3 separate regions of the Mus musculus genome follow, and all the other regions are linked to region 3. The links are chromatin contacts, called in public Hi-C and HiChIP or PLAC-seq maps. All regions are on one chromosome and are shown on one strand. Each heading gives the region's core, a stretch centred on a gene start, on an enhancer-like site or on the middle of the called end of the contact. The rest is flanking DNA. Distances are from core to core; before and after follow the strand shown.

What was found. A called contact is a pair of places that touch in the nucleus more often than the background predicts. HiChIP or PLAC-seq counts read pairs in DNA pulled down with a chosen protein or histone mark.
Region 1: a Hi-C map of forebrain shows a contact between it and region 3, with 4 times the contacts expected there. The contact joins the promoter of Eri1 here to the enhancer-like site in region 3. A contact is called at or near these places in 5 of 39 promoter capture datasets (fetal liver, hematopoietic stem and progenitor cells, hippocampal neurons and 1 more), 2 of 15 datasets of contacts at CTCF or cohesin (CD8 T cells and the NIH/3T3 cell line), 22 of 484 Hi-C or Micro-C datasets (the C2C12 cell line, CD4 T cells, CD8 T cells and 17 more), 8 of 115 datasets of contacts at active chromatin or transcription factors (CD8 T cells, PVALB interneurons, bone marrow-derived macrophages and 5 more) and 1 of 9 other capture datasets (adipose tissue).
Region 2: a contact with region 3 is called in an H3K4me3 HiChIP or PLAC-seq map of forebrain, with 3 times the contacts expected there. The contact joins two enhancer-like sites. A contact is called at or near these places in 7 of 39 promoter capture datasets (the 3T3-L1 cell line, 3T3-L1-derived adipocytes, liver and 2 more), 2 of 15 datasets of contacts at CTCF or cohesin (CD8 T cells and large pre-B cells), 55 of 484 Hi-C or Micro-C datasets (the 3T3-L1 cell line, 3T3-L1-derived adipocytes, the AtT-20 cell line and 39 more), 18 of 115 datasets of contacts at active chromatin or transcription factors (CD8 T cells, bone marrow-derived macrophages, craniofacial prominence and 14 more) and 3 of 9 other capture datasets (embryonic tail, liver and pancreatic islet).

The regions. Positions count from the first base shown.
Region 1 is chr8:35,494,208-35,496,907 of GRCm38.p6, forward strand. It overlaps Eri1 (exoribonuclease 1), which reads right to left and starts at 1,326. Exons shown (of 7, transcript NM_026067.3): 1 at 1,065-1,326. The coding sequence starts at 1,160. It overlaps Gm51568 (a long non-coding RNA gene), which reads left to right and starts at 1,319. Exons shown (of 2, transcript XR_003947532.1): 1 at 1,319-2,700.
Region 2 is chr8:35,706,435-35,709,397 of GRCm38.p6, forward strand. It overlaps 1700015I17Rik (a long non-coding RNA gene), which reads right to left. Exons shown (of 3, transcript XR_378890.3): 3 at 1,557-2,663. Among named protein-coding and RNA genes, the nearest start is that of 1700015I17Rik, 12 kb to the right of the region's middle. Within about 2 kb of position 1,672, at least 46 of the 459 cell types and tissues checked have an H3K27ac peak or open chromatin away from gene starts, as enhancers often do. A contact at or near this core is called in the AtT-20 cell line, cerebellum, forebrain and 1 more, where this site is marked.
Region 3 is chr8:35,605,862-35,608,561 of GRCm38.p6, forward strand. The region is part of intron 1 of Mfhas1 (malignant fibrous histiocytoma amplified sequence 1); the gene reads left to right. Among named protein-coding and RNA genes, the nearest start is that of Gm16793, 18 kb to the left of the region's middle. Within about 2 kb of position 1,335, at least 42 of the 459 cell types and tissues checked have an H3K27ac peak or open chromatin away from gene starts, as enhancers often do. A contact at or near this core is called in the AtT-20 cell line, PVALB interneurons, cerebellum and 4 more, where this site is marked.

The sequences.
Region 1 (2,700 bases), core at 76-2,575, 110 kb before region 3:
TCTTCAGCCTTCCAAAGTACCTACCAACAAAGGGAATAATCTGGAAAGATCCAGAGAAGCATGCTCCGGACAAGAGGAGCACAAGATCCTTACGTTACAAAACACTCCACGATAAAAGAACACAAGGAAGCCAGAGTGGACGAAGATGTGTATATGAACTGAGCAGAGGGGCAAACTGAAGAAGGCACGGAATGCGCAGCGCAACCTCGGCACAGACTGTCAAAAGGAAACTCTAGAGGCCTGATAGACAGCTTAACCATGAAGAACAAACTCTGCTCTTCCCCAAGACCCATACCTCCTTTCCTGGTCTTCAGAGGCACCTGCGCACACACACACATTTTAAAAAATAATATTTAAAAGGCTATTCTGGCTACTACACGAAGGTGTAAATGGAAAGAATAAAGGCATTGGGACGCCTCTATGGAATACCCACCTTCTGACATTTTGGTTTTTGAGCCTAGCCTTTCACACCCAAGCCATCTATCTCTCTACCCTGCCAATGAATGAATAACCTGGGTGTCAGTACTCAACTCCTCTTACGAAAAAGCGACAGAATTTAGCATCTCGCTCACAACCCGCGGCGCTAGCCAACACTAATTCATCAAGATGAAAAACAGAAGTCCGGGGATCATCTCCTGATCTTGCCCATGCCGTGAGGAAGTAGCAAATCACTTAGAAAGCCGGTCGTGGCAGGGTTCTGGGCGAGACAGTAGGGGACGGGGAAAGACCGGGGGAGGGTCCTCTCGGGAACAGATGCACCTCGGGGTGCAGAGGGCAGTGGGCCGTCTGGGGCTGGGAAGACACGGGCTGTCCGAGCACCCCGAAAGGCTTGCCGCCGCATCTGGCGGGGAGGGTGGGCGCTGGAGAGAACCCAGCCAATCAGCGCCACGGGGCTGATGGAACGGCAGTGCGCCCGCGCGCGCCGAATGTTTACGCGGAATTCTCACTCGGAACTTCCCGCCTGACCTCCTCCCTCTCGAGGCCGACGATGCTCGCCCCGACTAGGACGGAGCAGGGGAGCGAGCGAGGCCGCCCCGCACGCGCGCGCGAGCTCCCGACCTCACCTCCACGCTCAGCGGCCGGGACTCCTCACACTCCGGCCGCGGCGTCTTCTGCTGCGCCGCGTCGCCGCCACGCTCCCGGCCCCGCTCGTCCTCCATGCCGCCTCTCGCGGGCCGCGAGACGGCCGCGGACGCTCACTGTCGGTCCACCGAGACCCGCGGGAAGCCGCCTCGCTCTCTCCCTTGAAAAACTACCGCGCTTCACGTTCCCGCGGCGGCCGCCACACAAACTCCGCCGGACGCCTCCTACTTCCGGGAGCGTGTGGCGTTGTCACGCCGCGCAGGCGCAGTGGGCGGGTCCCCTCCTTTTTCTCCCCGCGCGCGCGCGGTAGGACGGCGGCGGGAGAGAGCCCGGGAGGCGAGCGATTTGGGGAAGTGGGCGTGGGTAGCCCGCAGGTTCGAAAATGGTGCTGCGCCGGTTGCCTGGGATGCGCGCGTGAAGCTGCCCTAATTAGTGTTTGCTGCAAGTTCTAAGGTCTTTCCTCCCAGTAACTCAAAATCTATTTACTTTTTTTCCCCCACTGTAGCAGAAGCTGCTTTGACAACGACCAGTGTAGTCTATGTATGCCCTTCTGCAGATGCGTTCCTAGGGTCTAGATTCCACAACGCTGAAATCTACAGGATTGCATCCTTTCCAATGCTGTTTGGCATTTGGGGACGTTTTTAAAAATCATTTTCATTCGTCTCCACCCCCCCCCCTTGTGTTTATGGGTGTTTTACCTGCGAGCATGTCTGCACCGCGTGTGTGCAGTACCCCAGGGAGGCTGAAGAGAGCGTTGTCCCTGGGATTGGAGTTAGAACCCAACATGGGAGTTGCCATGTGGGTGTTTTTGAGAGGCGAAGGAAGAAACTACCATTCCAACTTAAGTGTCTGGGCAAGATGAACTTTACTCTTTATCAAGCGGGTATGCTCGAAGAGTGAATACATACAAGTCAGGAAGTGTGTTTGGTGATTATTTTAACTTAGGGTGTGGCCTGTGTGTGTCTCTTCCTCCTGATTTGAGGTCCCGTTGTTTCACAGCCTGATTTGATTGGCTAGTCTGAAAAGAATTGGTGCACAGGAAGTGGAGGATGGGGAAAGGGGCCATTGGAATAAAGGAGCAGTTCTTTGAGTAAACAGTAGTTTTTCTGGATCTGAAGGATCGAAACATTTTCATTAAAAGTCTCACAAGGTGGAGGAAGATAAAAAGATTTCAATTCTTTGTCTTAAACCCAAGTTTTATAGTATCCATAGAAAAGACTTGTGGTGGTTTAAATATGCTTGGCCCAGGGAGTGGCACTATTAGTAGATGTGGCCTTGTTGGAGGAAGTCTGTCACTGTGGGCATGAGCTTTAAGACCCTCATTCATGCTGGCTGCCTGAAAGTCAGTCTTCTCCTGTTTGCATTTGGAGCAAGATGTTGAACTCTCAGCTTCTCCTGTACCATGCCTGCCTGGATGGTGCCATGCTCCCACTTTGATGATAATGGACTGAACCTCTGAACCTATAAGCCAGCCCCAATTAAACGCTATCCTTCTAAGAGTTGCCTTGGTCATGGTTAAACACTTGTCATAAGACAAGACTCTTACTTGGTATTTCTCACACACTGGCGATTGAACCGGGGTCTCTAAAAAGGCAGCCAGTGCATCTAACCATAAAA
Region 2 (2,963 bases), core at 422-2,921, 100 kb after region 3:
TACATTTGGACAGAGCCTGACAGAATGTCTGATATTTACCAAACATTTTAGGAACTAGGATAGAAGCCTCTAAACCCTGAGAATTCTAAATACACTCTCCAGATATTGAAAAAGCAAGGTGTGATAGTAAAATCTATTATTCTGTCAGTACCAAACAATGAATCCGATACTGTTTTATCTTTATTTATCCCCAGAAAATGAAGGTAAATCATAATACAAAATTAAATGTAAAAATCGAATAAGATTGTAAATTGATGTACAGTCTTCAGATTGACTCACATTCATCTCCGCCATGTGCATCTTGTGGCTTTAATGTTATCCACCTTCTTTAGTAGTAAGAAGAGCTGGCTTGCTGGATGGGCATGGCAGTGTACACCTTTAATCCCAGCACTTGGGAGGCAGAAACAGGCAGATCTCTGAGGCCGGCCTGGTCTACAGAGTGAGTTCCAGGGTAACCAGGGCTTCACAGAGAAACCCTATCTTGTAAGATCAAAACAAAACCAATCCAGCAAAAAAATTAGCTGGCAGATACAGCCAGTCAAGGCGCAACTTCAGGGCATGAATTCTCTTAGTCTTTGAAGTAACTATATAAATTAGGTTCCAATATATCCTTTCGGCAGAAGGAGGAATGGGCATGAGGAACCAGTGGCCGGAAGTGTGTGACTCATGAACAGCAGGACACAGACCCAAATTCTGAATGTTCACTACAGTCTGGCTCTCTATTGATGTGTTTTGCTGTGTCTGAATTATTATTGAAACAAATTTAAAGGCTTATTACTCTTGTCTGTCCCCCACTGAAGCTTATCTGGTCATCTCCCTCATAGCTCATGCATTAGTGGTCAGAGAATGGTTAAGAGCCAGCCACAAAGGAGAACATTTGTAGCACAAGGTTGCATTGCTTCCCATGGCCAAATTCAAGTTCCCAACCTGAGAAGAGACATGCGCTAGCACCTCATTGCGCAGTATTTTTCTCACACAAGCCCCACAAACAGCACAGACTCAAGACCACAGGAAGTAACAAAGTAAAAGATAGAGAACAATTTTTTCTTTTTTTTTAATTAGATATTTCTTTTATTTACACTTCAAATGTTATCCCCTTTCCTAGTTTCCCCTCCGAAAATCCCCTATCCCCTTCCCCCACCCCCTACTCCCCAACCTACCCACTCCCACTTCCTGGTCCAGGCATTCCCCTATACTGGGGCATAGAGCCTTCACAGGACCAAGGGCCTCTCCTCCCATTGATGACAGACTAGGACAGAGGATGACAATTTTCTTAATTTAAATGTAAGTTGACTAATTATGCGTTATGGAAGTGTAATTGGTATACTCTAATTCTAATTAAAAGGTTACATTTCTGGAAATTAAACAATTAGCTCTCAAGGTCCCATCCTTCAAAGGTAGTTCATTCTACTGGAAGTTTGTTTGTTTTGAATGTAAATTAAGTCACGGGTGAAACGGAGGCCTTGAATCACAGTCTCAGTGGAGTCACTACTGAGTCTTCTAAGGTCACAAAACTGCTCACCTAAGGGCAAATGAGGGCTGACCTCTAAGGCAGAGAGGTTTGCGTTCTGTTCTGCCACCTGGTGGCTGTCATTGGAAACTGCTCCTGTTCGCAGCTGCTCTCCAGTGCTCGCGGATGGAACGTGTCACGTGACCCTTCCTGGCGTACTCGCCCTTGAAGCTATAATTAGGCTTGCCGTAGATAATCGGACTCTTTTCATTCTATCGTCCCCCCATACTAAGATCTTTAAAAGAAATTCCCACACGTGGGGCCAGAGGGCAGTTGAGTGACACATGAGCGGTTTTTTTCTTTGCCCCCCCTACCGTGAGCAAGCACCTCAGCTGCTCAGGGTGGAAAAACAGCTATGCCCAGGCTTGGCTTGGAAATGTCACCCAGGGTCTCCCTTATCCTAGCAAAGCTCATCTTGCTATTGTTTAATTGGTTTACAGGCACTTGGGAGTCTGGATTTTAAATATTCCTTCCCAAGATTCCCCAGTTTCCTGGGTTGAATATAGCCACAATCCCAGTTTCAATTGTCAATCATGCACTTCCATCCATCAATCCTGCGGTATCATCGTGGACCTATTTTTAAGACAATGAGAACATCCATCTGTACTGTCGGCTTGGAAATGATAAGGTCATTGTTGCTATGCTAACCCATACGACAGCTCCCATCTTTAATGTATTTAAATGTAATCCTCTATTAGAGGGTGGCTCCCAACCATTCTCCCATCTTCTTCATTTTTGTGCCGTCTGCTCGGAATCCATTCATACCACGGACATCTGCTGAGCTCAGTGGCAGGCTGGTATCTTGGCTGGGTGATGTAGACAGAAGATGAAGCCCAGGAGAACACTTGAAAGGCTTGGTGTGGTTCCCTCAGAGTGTCAGGAACTCTTCTGAGGCCTTATCGACTGAGCTCTCTGGCTCAGAAGGGGACACATTTGGAAGCATCTGCTGAGGCAGGGTGCTGCGGGTGCTGCTGATGAGAGTGACTTGCTCTAAGCAGAAGAGTTGGCAAGGGTTTGTGATGCGCACCGGCTGACCTCAAAGTGAATGTAGAATTTGGTCAGAAGGAAAGGATAGGAAAGCTGTGGAGATTCCAGAATAGAATCACAGAGTCGCAGAACCTGGAGTGAGTGTGGCTGGAGGGTCCTGAAGCAGCTGTAAAGAGAAATGACAGCAGAAACCAGCATGGTAGGCAGATCTTAGGTGCCATTATCATGACAGGAAGCATGACTCCATCTATTGAGAAATAAAAGAACAGCCCTGTATGCAAAGTTCGGACAGGGCCAGGCCCACATGAAGTTGCCTATCCAGCTTTGTGGGGCATCTGTGCCAAACTTGGGTGGCTTTCTGTTACAAATGCCAAAACATTGGGTTTCTAACACAATAGTGATGAGGACATGGACATTTTAAATATGAGATACAACTATGGAAGCCAGTTCTGCAAAGCTGTGTTTC
Region 3 (2,700 bases), core at 85-2,584:
CAAATAGGAGGGCTGGCTGCATCTTGGTGATTACTAGAGCTGTTAAAATTCTCTCACCTAGCCAAAACCAACAAACAAAACCAAAAATCCCCAACAACAACAATAACAACATTCCCCCCCCCCCAAAAAAAACCCAAAATGGAACAGGTGACTTGTTTCCAGGACCAGATAAATTGCTGTGTCTCCAGCCTCAGGTGTTCTGCAGGCAGGAAGAAGCTGCAGGGTCCAGATCCTCAAACCACCCATCTTTTTACAGTCCATAAACCTTCTGATTTACAGTGCCATTTGTGATGCCAGCCACGCTTATTCATGGGGGATCTCCATTGAGATCATAACTCACTAAGAACCAGAGAGGGAGAATAAGGAGGTAGAATGGTGTCCATTGTTCTTTGTTAGAAAAGAACTCCATTCTTTAGCCGTGGACAAATATTTGCCTTTGAAGAATCTGGTGGTGTGTCGGTGGCTTTGTTCACAGCCGGGCATGGACACATGCTCTCTCGCCTCTGAGGATGCTGAAGCATGCGCTCCATGGATCATTTTATGCTTGGAGCCTGGCTGTGTGTTAGCTGTGCGTTGAATAGCTCTCTGCTTCATCCCTCCCTCTGGCCATCACCCGTCCTCTGACCCAGATCATTTCTGTAAAGGATCTGGTCTTTGTCTGGAGTCCACATGGTTTCCTATGGAAGTTGACACAGAACAAGTGTCTCCCTTACTGCAGCCAGAGATGAGAGAGAATTGCTGTATAGTTTTCTTGCTTTGTGCAAATGTAGCACCAGGGAAAAGAGCCATTCCTTGTTTCCTTTCTGTTTACCTGAAGTCCAAAGCCACAGGCTGGGACCTTTAGGAAACTACTTGGCATCTGAAAGTCTCAGTTTCATCTGAAACCGAGAGGAAAATTCTCTCTGTTCCAAAGCCTTCACACCCGTGTCGTTATGTCCTTAGAGGTCGTGAGGATTAAATAAATGAATAGGCACCCAGGCTCTAGTACAGTTTCTATTACATGGTAAACACTCAATCAATGTAGGCTATGATTACTGTGATCTTTGTTCACAGATAAGTAACACTGACACTTGAGAGGGCTAAATATCTTGGGCGTACGGCCGTAGCAGAAGCCAGGCTGTCCCCCAGAGCCTACAATCTTTGTGATCAGAAAAACAATAGCTTCCACCTGTCAAAAGTGGGGGATTAACCGAAGGAAGAATGAAATGACGTGAGAAATGCATGCGGTTGTTTCAGTGTAGAGACTGGACTATGACATGGGCTAGGGCTCTGTAATGATAGGCACAGGCAGCTTATGCCCTGTCAGAGGAGAGTAAGGCGGCAGCTGGGGAAGACGAGCAGGCAGTAAACAGCTACAGTGCTCTGCAATCAATTCCAAGGCCTTTGGAGACATGAGAGGCCTGAGGAAAGCATCCATCTGGAGCCAGGTGGGCAGGGCACAAAAAGACATCCAGAAAAATGCCTGCCTGCAGCGTTTCACAGTGCTCTATGGGGAGGATGAGGGTTGCAGACATGCTAGGAGCTGAAGGATTCAGTCACCAACACCCCTGCGATGTGAATGTGGTATGTACCTATTTTATGTATTTGGTTAGAAGAGAACTCTTGGCAGCTCCATCTAATGTTAAAATAAGACCTGGTGATTTTTTCCCCGTGAGTGGAAGTCGGTATTGAACAGTCAGCTGGAACTGCTGGGTTTGCATTTCGTAGACGCTCTGCGAGGAAGATGGATTAGAACTGAGTGAGAATGAAGTCCAGTGGCTACTCGTGCTCATTCAGACGGAATGAATAGAAAAGGCCCCAGAGCGTCCCTGGGGACCAAGGATACAGAGTCCAGGATGCTAAGAGGGCAGACCTGAGCTCTACTGAGTCCTCTGACCCTGGGCACAGTCAGGGCCCTCTCTTCAGGCTTCTCTTTAACTGTCCTTAACTGTCATGTCAAATGCCAGACCCTTTGATTTGAGCGTACAGCTCAGGATCAACTTTGACCACTGTGAGATGAAAACTGGGCCATTTATTTTAAAAAACAGAAAAGCAGAAGTGATCTGATAACATTGGTCTCCACAGGACCGCTGACCTAATTGGTTTATTTAGGGTTATTAGCCTCCCTGCTCTGATGGATGGTGCATACATTCCAGAAGATTTGTGGTCTTAGCTTTGTAAGTGGTCCTATTTCTTACAACTGGCAGGTTCCTATGGAAATAAGAGACTTTATAAATAGTATCTGCTAACTTTTGCCCGATTTAAGATATGGAAAGGATAAATGATGTTGATGGCTGCTCTCTTAGCATCATGAATTATGTATGGAGCAGGCTGCTGCGGTTCTTTATGGCTGCCCAGAGCCAGTCTTTTGTTCTATGTATTTTGAGCCATGGTGCTTGTAAAAGAGGAGGTCAGATCAAGTGCATTGAAGGAATCTGTTTGGGGTAGGGTCATCCGGCTGCTGTCTAAGTCACTGTGTTGTTTTTGTTTTTGTTTGTTTGTTTTCCCATCATCAGATTTGGGGTGACTGGGAGGAGGGGCCATGCGCTGTTCACTGCTGTGGGTTGGGCTAATGATGGACTCCAGAGCTGGCATGCTCCTTGGTCCTCATTCCCTTAGGAACTTCTAACTCTCCCCTGTGCCCTGACCAACCTCTGTATCCTGTATGCAAAACCAGGGCGGATTGTAACTAGTTTCTCACCTAGGAACCGAAACAATGTA